Linked DNA regions of Cyprinus carpio: region 2 is linked to region 1. The links are chromatin contacts, called in public Hi-C maps. All regions are on one chromosome and are shown on one strand. The core of a region is the stretch at or near the end of the contact, and the rest is flanking DNA. Distances in the headings are between cores, read along the strand shown. Region 1 overlaps LOC109058035 (RNA N6-adenosine-methyltransferase mettl16). Region 2 holds the start of LOC109067094 (lissencephaly-1 homolog A).

Region 1 (4,823 bases), core at 725-3,224:
TATTCTTGTGGTAGATTGCCCTTTGATAACCCCAAACCAACACCCAACAAATATCAGTCTACAGCAGAGTCTATACATGACTGTATGTTATTTGTTAAAGTCAGCGTGGAGTTGGTCTATGTCTAATTGTGCATGACTGATTTGGTTATTTTCGAAAGATAAAATGTCTGTAGTCGTGACTTGCTCTTACTCTTGCATATGATTTAATCGGCATATAATTTATTATGTTGCCCAAAAATTTTTACGTTTTTAAATCACCACTTTGCTTTCACTTCATCATTTTAAATCCCTCTGAAGTGTGACAATTTTTTGTTGTTGCAAATATTCAAATTAGTCTCAAATGTAATAAGTCATAAAAAACATGCATAATAATTATAAAACAAAAAAATTAATGCTGTTTATAATTAAATATCAAAAAGCAAAATAATGTTTACAAATATTTGCTGTATGATTTATACACAAAATTAAATGAAATATAAAATTAATATTTACTTTATTGAATTAATATTTAAATAGCTTTTTAGGCATTATTGTAGGCTTCTGTTAGATAATACAGTCATTAATATTTTTAATGTTTTAATAGCTCAAATCACCAGTAATACAAAGGTTAATGATACATACATGCATACTAGTAAATATAAAATAATTATATGTTCTGTAATGTAATATGTATATTAGGGATATGCCGGTATCAAATTTTCATGTTGCGATTAATTGATCATGTTTTACCACGGTATGCGGTATTATCACGGTATTGAAATTAAGTTTTAAAAAAGTATAACAATAGGATAACAATATCGTGCATATTCATTACCGCGATATAACAAAATAAATGAAAAGCAAGCAAAAATAATATATATAGTGTCAGTTAATGGTTTTAAATAAAAAGTTATGGCATTAATAGCAAATGATGGATTTCAAGAAGGAAGCTCTTGAAAGTGAACATGACCTTTAAACCCCATGTTTTGCTCACAAATCCTAATTAAAATGGGTGCTGTCTGTCCTCCATAACGAACCCACATATCCCACAATCCAGCAGGTGGATAAAATCAAGTCTTGCCCTACATTTATTCACTGAATATCCTGTTTGACTCATAAATGTCACATTATAGAGATAAAATGGGTTGTGAACATGCTTCATGCTGACCTTTAAGCTATTCCTCAGTGATTAAAGCAAGATTCTGTCAATTTAGAAACCAAAAGAACTAGAAAAATTAAGAGTTGAGCACCAATCAATTATGCATAAACCGTGTTATCCTCCCACTCTCTGTGGGCACTGGCTGATGAAGCCTCATCTTTTTTTATAATGGTGGATATTCATTGATTTTTGTCTCATGCACAGCTTCAAAGCTCCCTGTCAAGGTGGGGTTTTTAATTAAACATCGCGCCTCATATCTTAAAAATATAAAGAGTAGCCCAACTGACCTTTCCCACAGAGCGAGCCCATATTCAACCCACGACTCTGCATCCTGCAGTTTATTTGATGTGCTCCCATGAATCAGGTGTCCAGGCTGGTGGTTTCACAAGCCCTTTTTTTTCTGTTTACAGGTGGTACAGTTGCATGCTGGGAAAGAAGTGTAGCCTGGCACCTTTGAAAGATGAGCTGCGGAAACAAGGGGTGAGTTTTGCTTGGACAACTGCGTGCATGTGTGTTTTTTTCCTCTCAGATCTTTATAGATAAATGAGTGGGCGTTTCCTCAAGACTTCAGGTTAATTGATCTTAATGAGTTTCACTAGCGTGGCCTGAAAACGTACCACGACAGGGAGCGCTAATGGAGCAGATTTCATTAGGCATCATTAGCCCCCGCATCAGCCCTCCAAGCCCCTCTCGATTACTCCGCCTGTGTCTGTACAGTCAGAACGCTGTGATATCTGTGAATGAAAGGCATTCTCCCTGCTCACAGGTTATTAGTCTGGTGTCAGTCAGTCTGCTCGGCGCAGGCCTGATGTGTGGTTTGATTCATCTGAAGGTGTCAGAGTCCTGTCACCCATCATTAGTGTCATTGTTCTCCTGGCCAGCGTCCAGCAGTTCCTCCTCTAGCCACTGTGGCTCTAATTAATATGCTAATGAGGTTCTTTCTCTCGTTCTTGTTCGCCCTCTCACTTACCTCTCTCCTTTTTCTCTGCTTTTATCTGTTGTTTGAATGCCCTCTGCCTGCAAAGGTCAAACCCGAGTGGTGTTTTTTTTTACTGAAGAGCAGTGGGGTTTGATTTCACCCTATAGTTCACCCCTAACACCCACATATCTGTGTTAAAATACACTCCCCACTGTGTGAATAGCAGGTCTGTAATTCTCTGTTTAAGCCTTCTAGTGGTCTGGTGTCTGTCATACACTGTGTGTGTGTGTGTGTGTGTGTGTGTGTGTGTGTGTGTGTGTGTGTGGTATATATATATAATATATATATATATATATATATATATATATATATATATATATATATATATATATATATATAGTATATATATATAAAAAAGTGTTTATATTGCTTTATATAAGTTATTTTATATAAGACCTTTTCCCATCAGTCCTACCATTTTTAGCATTGTGACAATTTGCAAGCACATTTAACCTCTCTCCACTGTACTGTAAAAAGTATCATAATAATTACAATGCTAAATAAATTTTATATATATATATATATATATATATATATATATATATATATATATATATATATATATATATATATATATATATATATATATATATATATATATATACACTGATTAAAATTAAATATAATGTCTAATAAATGGTCAATATTAAAAGTATACTATTTTATGTAAAGTTATTTTTTTATTTTTAAATTTTAAATATCACCAATAAATTTAGGCATCACAACATCATACAGTATTAAAATGTATATTAATTTACAATTAATAAATTTTAATTACAATGAAATTAATGGTTTTTTTTGTTTGTTTTGTTTTTATGAGCATTAAATGATGGCAAAGGTAATCTAAATATGTGAAATGATTATGAACAATTAAACATCTAATATCCATTATACTGATAAATTAAAATAATCTGAAACATCAACAGATAAATATGATACCGATATACTGTGTAACACTAATTGTAAATGGCAGTGGTAGACATATCATGGTAGTATATGTTATACTGAATTATACCTGTTGTAAATAATTTTTGCTTATAAAAATTAATTGCTAATAAAGATTTAAAAAAAAAATGTAATCATTGTGTCTGGACAGAAAATATTACCATTTATTTCGCTTAAAAGTAATGCAAATTTGGGAGAGAAATGTGCTTCATTGTCATGAATATGTCACTGTGCATGAAAATGATCCTTTCTTTATGCAAAATATGATTTTCTGATATCTTTAATATAACCCAGACCACTCTAGATAGTTTTTGTAAGATTCAGAGGCTATTTTGTGTTTTAATCACCCCTAATGAGATCCTCATCATCTTTTGTCCTTTCACAGGTGCTCAAAGTAACACACACCGAGTTCTGTCAAGGTCGGACCATGCGCTGGGCCCTGGCTTGGAGTTTCTATGATGACGTGCCTGTGCCTGTAAGCTCTGAGCACTTCCTGCATTACTTTATAGACGGTAGAGAGCGTTTGCCTCAGTTTAGAGTGAGCTAGTCCTCACATAACCCATGCACCCAGTCTGTCTGATGCATTTGTGTGTGGGAAAGCAACACCTGCTGAATATTCACTGGGCTCGGCCGTCTTTTTAATAATGCATCTTTAGCCCATTCCATCAGATACACTTGACCTGCTTCCTAAGGCACAGCGCAGCTCCTTCTTAGCAACAGTTGCCCAGACAGGGTGACGGTGCCATATAGTCACGCACTTCAGAAGGGCTATAAAAGGGAAAAAGAGGTGGAGGGAATGGAGAAAGGGGTGGCAGGATGTTTTGTTATGGTCTTTTTAGGAGAATTCCCCAAGTCCCAGATGCCCTTTTCCTCACAAGCACTTGAGCAGAAAGATTGGCCTACATATCTGTCTGCGAGCCGCTCCACCCTCAGCCAGCATACAGACACATCTAGATCTGGATGGCACCTTCATCCTTCTGTGCTTCATTCGCTTTCTCCCATTTCAGTTTTTCCACTTCCTGTGTCCATTCTTCTTCTCAGAAGCCAGCTGAGCCCCATTAGCAGAGCGCACAGAAGTCAGATCAATCTCTTTGACAGTCAGATCTTCAATCCAGACGTGAAATGTATTGCACGAGAGGTAGGGGGTACAGCGAAGACTCTGACAAAAAAGGTAGGGTTTGAAAAGGACCCCGCAGTGCTGAAAGCGTGCCCGGGATCTGAAGCTGTTGAAGCAGTAGATTTACAGTGGGGGGGCTGGGTCTGGGGCTGAGGGGTCAAAGGTCACCAGGCAGGAAGCAGCACTAAAGCGGGACAGAATGAGGCCGGTTGTCAGAATCCGTGGATCACTGTGGAAATCATCTGCTTGTGTTCAATAATTGAATAATGACCTTTCAGCTCAGTCTCTTGCATGTTTAAGAGCGAAGCCACTCCAGACACATCAAGAGGCTCGGTGTTGAGAGCGGAAGCCGTTTTATGCAGGATGTGCTCAACCTGCTTAGAGCATATGTGTGGAGGATAAATAATGGACTGAATGGAGGGGGTTATAATTCACGGTGAAGAGGGGATAAAAGCAGTGCATTGCTCTGATTAAGACTGATAGAAATTCATTAAGAGGAAGCGTGTGGATCGATGCGTGAGTCTGTTTGTTTTCATCCATTATGTGCTCTTCAAATGGGTAGAGATGCTCTGAGCCACGTTTTAGCAATTTTTGACAATATGTAAAATATCGTGCTTCGTACATCTGAGACATAACACTGTAGA
Region 2 (4,823 bases), core at 1,129-3,628, 63 kb before region 1:
TCATATAGGACTGCCAAAAGAGGAATAAGATGGGCTGCTTCAATGTGTAACATACCAAAAAAAAAAAAAAAAAAAAAAGATCAAGGACGGATGTGTTTGCTTGTGTACATGCTTTGTGTGTGTCCCGCAAATGTCAAAATCGTTGCTGTGCTCAAACTGTGTATGAAGCAATATGCTGGAACTAAGTGCACCTTGGATTATGCACATGGATGCAAGAAAACTGCTAGCCTGGTTGTATTTCCCTATAAAACAAAAAGTAAAATTGTTTAAAAATGGTTTGTCTCTGAAAATTGGTGGGGAGAAGTAATGTAACTGATATTTATGAACAAGAATATGTAATTATGTGTGAGATTTGTGCCTATTTAAGCTTCTATAAGTCAAAAGGTTGGGCAACTGTATTTCTTTTATATCTGCTTAATAATCTTGCAATCAGAAAGCTTGGATGTTGGATTGAAATCCTTGAATATCTACTTCAGTACCTTTAGGTGCCACATGGGTGTGCTGTAGTCAATATATTATTAACATTCATTGATGATGAACATAAACTCAATTTTAGAGGTATTTTATTAGAATATATGAACTAGATTTGAATCAAAACATTGAAACTGGAGTTCAATAGGATCTTAATTATTTCAAAATTAAGTATTTACCAACAAGATGCCATAGTAACTTATTAGGAATATGCCTAAAATGCTGATGGTGATGGTGATGGTGGTAGCTTAGTGGTTAAGTTGATAACAGATGCATCACAAGTTCATTGAAGTGAAGGGTTAATGAGAAAATCCTGTCTCTAGTTTGTCCTTGAGCCAGGCACTTAACCTCAGGTTTCTCCTGAGCTTAAAAAATAACAAGTAACCAATCTGCAGTTAAGAATGTTAAATATGATCTCAGTTGAATATATTCAAGCTTCCATAGTTGCACATCTCATAGTGAACAAACCAGTGTTTTAAATTTAACCGCAAAGATCAATTTCATAATTAATAATGGTCACCAAATCTGTGATGTGTTCATATTATGTAGCAAAGCAACATGTCAATACAAGAATTCAATAACTGCTTGCATGACAAACCAATTTGATGTAATCTAGATGTGTAGTACTTTTTAGAAAGGTTTGGGGTTTATTGACAACAAAGGCGCCGAAACAAAACCGCAGTTCTTTTTGTTCATTTTTCTTGTTGAATTACAATCTTTAATTTGAAGTGTCTTGAATGTCTTCCTGGGTATAATATTCGTAATATTCTTCAAATTACAGTTTAATCATAAATCTTTATGTTTCTGTGTGAAAGTATGCATATAAAACAAAGAAAACTTATTTTTGAATTGTCAGAAGAAAACGATTGGACACATAAAAAATCTCTTTATCAAATGATTTGCTGTACACCAGTAATTTAAAAGAACTATCACGATTAAGAAACCCTCTACTCTCAGTCTGCAGAGCATTTTGTTACATTTTCTCTTAAATAATCTGCACAAACCCATTATAAACTAGAATATTAAAATGAATAAATTATCTGAGGAAATCTACATAGAGCTAACATACAGTGTTCGGTCTCAATGTCATCTGGTGTTGAACAAACAGATCACTTCTCTTTTTTTTTAGTCTTCTGTATTCTGTTTTCAACATGAAATATTTGTCATGCCCTTTGTGTGTTTGTTTTGGTTTCTTTAATGAGTGGTACCTTAATGTCAATTCTTCTAAATAACAATCTAATTATTTTTGGTCCGAATATCCTTTTGTATTAAAATGAATAAAGAAACTAGAAAACAACATCTGGTTACATTCATTTAAACGTTGTGTATACTGTCTAAACACAAAACATTTCAGAGTATACATAAATGTACTCACTGTGTACAATAGTTACATGTATAAACTTTATAAATTTGTATATTAATAAAGTTGTCCAAATGAGGTTCTTAGCAATACATATTACTAATAAAAAATTGAGTTTTGATGTATTTACAGTAGGAAATATCTTCTTGGAACATGATCTTTACTTAATATCCTAATGATTTTTGGTATAAAATAAATAATTTGTAATGTATTTTTGGCTATTGCTACAAATATATATTCGTGCTACTTATAATTTATGGTTTTGTGGCGCATGGTCACATATTTTGCATCAGGTGACTGAAAAATTACATTCAAACCCTTATTAATGTAAACTGGTTTGAGCATGATACAGGTGCTGTTTTGACTCATAAACAGAGGTCACGCGCTCTGATTGTACCCAGATTAAAGTCTTTGATGTGGCTCATGTGAGAAATAATTTTTCATGGTCCGTTTTTGAATTTATCCGCAAAACTAGGGGATGGGGTGCATATTTATTGAAGAAACGCCCACAGTATTTGAAAGGAGGGTGTGAGATTGAAGGGCGTGCGCGCCTCCGCCTGCTGAAGTCAGCCCATGCGCGGTCCCGTGCCGTAGAGGCGAATGCGGCGCTGCAAGGAGCAGACCCCAAGACTCCAGCCCCCCTTTTCAACACGAAAACAACACTTATTTCGTTCCTTACCAGCGTCTTCTGAGGAATAACCTTCAGTGCTGACTCTTTAGGGTAAGAACAGCTCATCTGTGTCTCTCTTCGCGGTTGTGTTTGATAGAAACCGCCGGTCGAAGTGCTGTTGTAGCTGTAATGTTTGCGCCTCCTTTTCTCGGTGTCTCAAAATGGCGGACGCGGCCGTTGGAGAAATACTTCAGCTTCTGTTTTTTTCTCCTTTAGTCGTGAGTATATCGGCAGCTCCACGGGTGTGTGTTGTGCGAACGTTATCGCTATAAATATAAGAAACTATCCCGTTCACGTCTGCAATTTGAGCGGCTCGTCAGAGGTGTGTGTTGTCGGCGATTCAACACGTCGTTTCATCAATGTCATGTTAGCTAGCAACAGTTGGCTAACGCCCGTGTCAACGCAAACTCGTTTTTTATCATCTCTATACGTTAAATTCAATGTTGACCTTGCCGTGTGCAGTTCTGTTTGGTTGAACACATAAAAAATAGACCATTCAAATGATCATTTTTGCTGCATACCGGTTGAGAATAAGGGTGATGAGGGCTGTGTTGCAAAACCTAGTGAGCTTCCAACCTAAACAGCATATTTGGAGTAAGTTATGATCGATAATTATTAACCTGACGTGTTTAGTATTCAAACTAACTTCAACATGATCCTTGGCTGTTTCTCAAAACATAATGAGATGCTACAGTGTGACGTTATATGTTCGTTTACTTCAAGGTTATGACACATAACCGAGGTGTTTGCCAGTTATTAAGCTCGTTTACATATATAACATGATTTCATTAGGGTTGAAGGGAAGATTTGGACCAGTCACAAATGTAGGTCAGCTGAATCTTTACGTGCAGACCTGTACTGCTCTGCTGATCAGGACACTACTGTGATGATCTGTCATGATGTGATGTGATTATCGCTCCTGCAGTAAATATCAGCCCAACGATGTTCCAGCAATTAATGCACTATTTTACTCTCTGCGTACGGCAAATGTGAGCATGCTGAAAAAGCAAGTGTGTGCATGTCGCTTATCAAGGCGTGAATGCTTTGAATAAATGTGGTACCTTGTTTGCTTTGGATATTCTCTAATGGTTTAAGACATCGTGCCAAGTTTGCTGTACACTCCCTCTAGTTGTTTGACAGGTATTGTGGATGGCTGCTGATGATTGCAGGCATGTTATAGCTTCGATTAAGTTCACTGAACAGAATTATCAATGTACCTTTAAGACTGTTTAATGTAGTTGAAAGACGTTAATGTCTTTTAAGCCAAATTACTTTGCAAAGGTGGCACAGAAGTGCTTCTGAAGTGGCATTTCGGTGTCTCTTTAGTTTAATGCTGCTTGAAGGTGTCTTAAATGCATTTACACACCGAGTACAACTGTATGCTTTGACACTGGGTGGATCTGAGCTGGCATAATTTAGTCTGGCTTTAATGCAGCATTGCATCTTTAAATTTTAAGCAGGCATAGAGCAGTCTTAACTCTGCTGTAAAGATGCCTTTATTCTCATAAAGGTTGCATTTATTTGATAAAGATGCTTTTAAAATAGTAATGATGTTGCCGTTTAAAATACCTGTTTTGCATTCAAATATATTAAAAATTTTCATCAGTCATTACTCCAGACTCATTGTCACATGATCCTCCAGAAATCCTTTTAATGTTTTTTTAGTGCTCAAGAAACATTTATTATTATCAGTGTTGAAAACTTGTGCTGCTTAATATTTTGGTGGAAACTGAGATATATATATATATATATATATATATATATATATATTTTTTTTTTTTGAAAGTTCAAAAGAACAGCATTTATTTAAAATAAAATAAAAACTTTTGTATAATTATAAATGACTTAACTGTCACATTTGATTTATTGAATGCATCCTTGCTGAATAAAAGTATTAATCTCTTTTATTAGTAAAATCTTACAGCCCTCAGTCTTCTGAATAGCAGTGCCTGTATTAATAGTTTCATTCAGAAACGTTCATTTCAGCGTCTGGCATGACATGTCATGCTTTATAACAGTGTTCTGCTGCTACATTGTATATTCAGCTCATGTCTTCAGATCTTTTAAACTCTCTGCCATTCAGATGAGCTGCTACTCAGCATTCCCTTCATGGTGGAAATGTACTGTGATCCTGTAATCATGGCAGTTCCATCAAGGGAATGAGAGAAGTGATTATTAGTCCAAGCTTTATTGGCTGGCTGTCTTTACCAGCTTGCACAATTCCTCAAAGAGGGATGTTTCCTTTTGCCATCTGTCTTAAACTAAAGAAACTCTTGAAATTACAGACTTGCAGGACTGTTTTTGGGTTCGAGATGCATGGGA

Evidence for each region. Hi-C and Micro-C count contacts between places; a contact is called where the count stands out from the background.
Region 2: a contact with region 1 is called in a Hi-C map of skeletal muscle, with 5 times the contacts expected there. The contact joins the promoter of LOC109067094 here to the enhancer-like site in region 1. A contact is called at or near these places in 4 of 8 Hi-C or Micro-C datasets (liver, red blood cells and skeletal muscle).

The regions. Positions count from the first base shown.
Region 1 is chrB15:17,703,787-17,708,609 of ASM1834038v1, reverse strand. LOC109058035 (RNA N6-adenosine-methyltransferase mettl16) reads left to right here. Exons shown (of 10, transcript XM_042739564.1): 7 at 1,549-1,618; 8 at 3,448-3,537. Among protein-coding and RNA genes, the nearest start is that of LOC109058034, 9.6 kb to the right of the region's middle. Within about 2 kb of position 1,974, at least 2 of the 8 cell types and tissues checked have an H3K27ac peak or open chromatin away from gene starts, as enhancers often do.
Region 2 is chrB15:17,767,360-17,772,182 of ASM1834038v1, reverse strand. It overlaps LOC109067094 (lissencephaly-1 homolog A), which reads left to right and starts at 2,378. Exons shown (of 11, transcript XM_042739570.1): 1 at 2,378-2,552. LOC109067086 (clustered mitochondria protein homolog) reads left to right here. Exons shown (of 26, transcript XM_042739573.1): 26 at 1-1,768.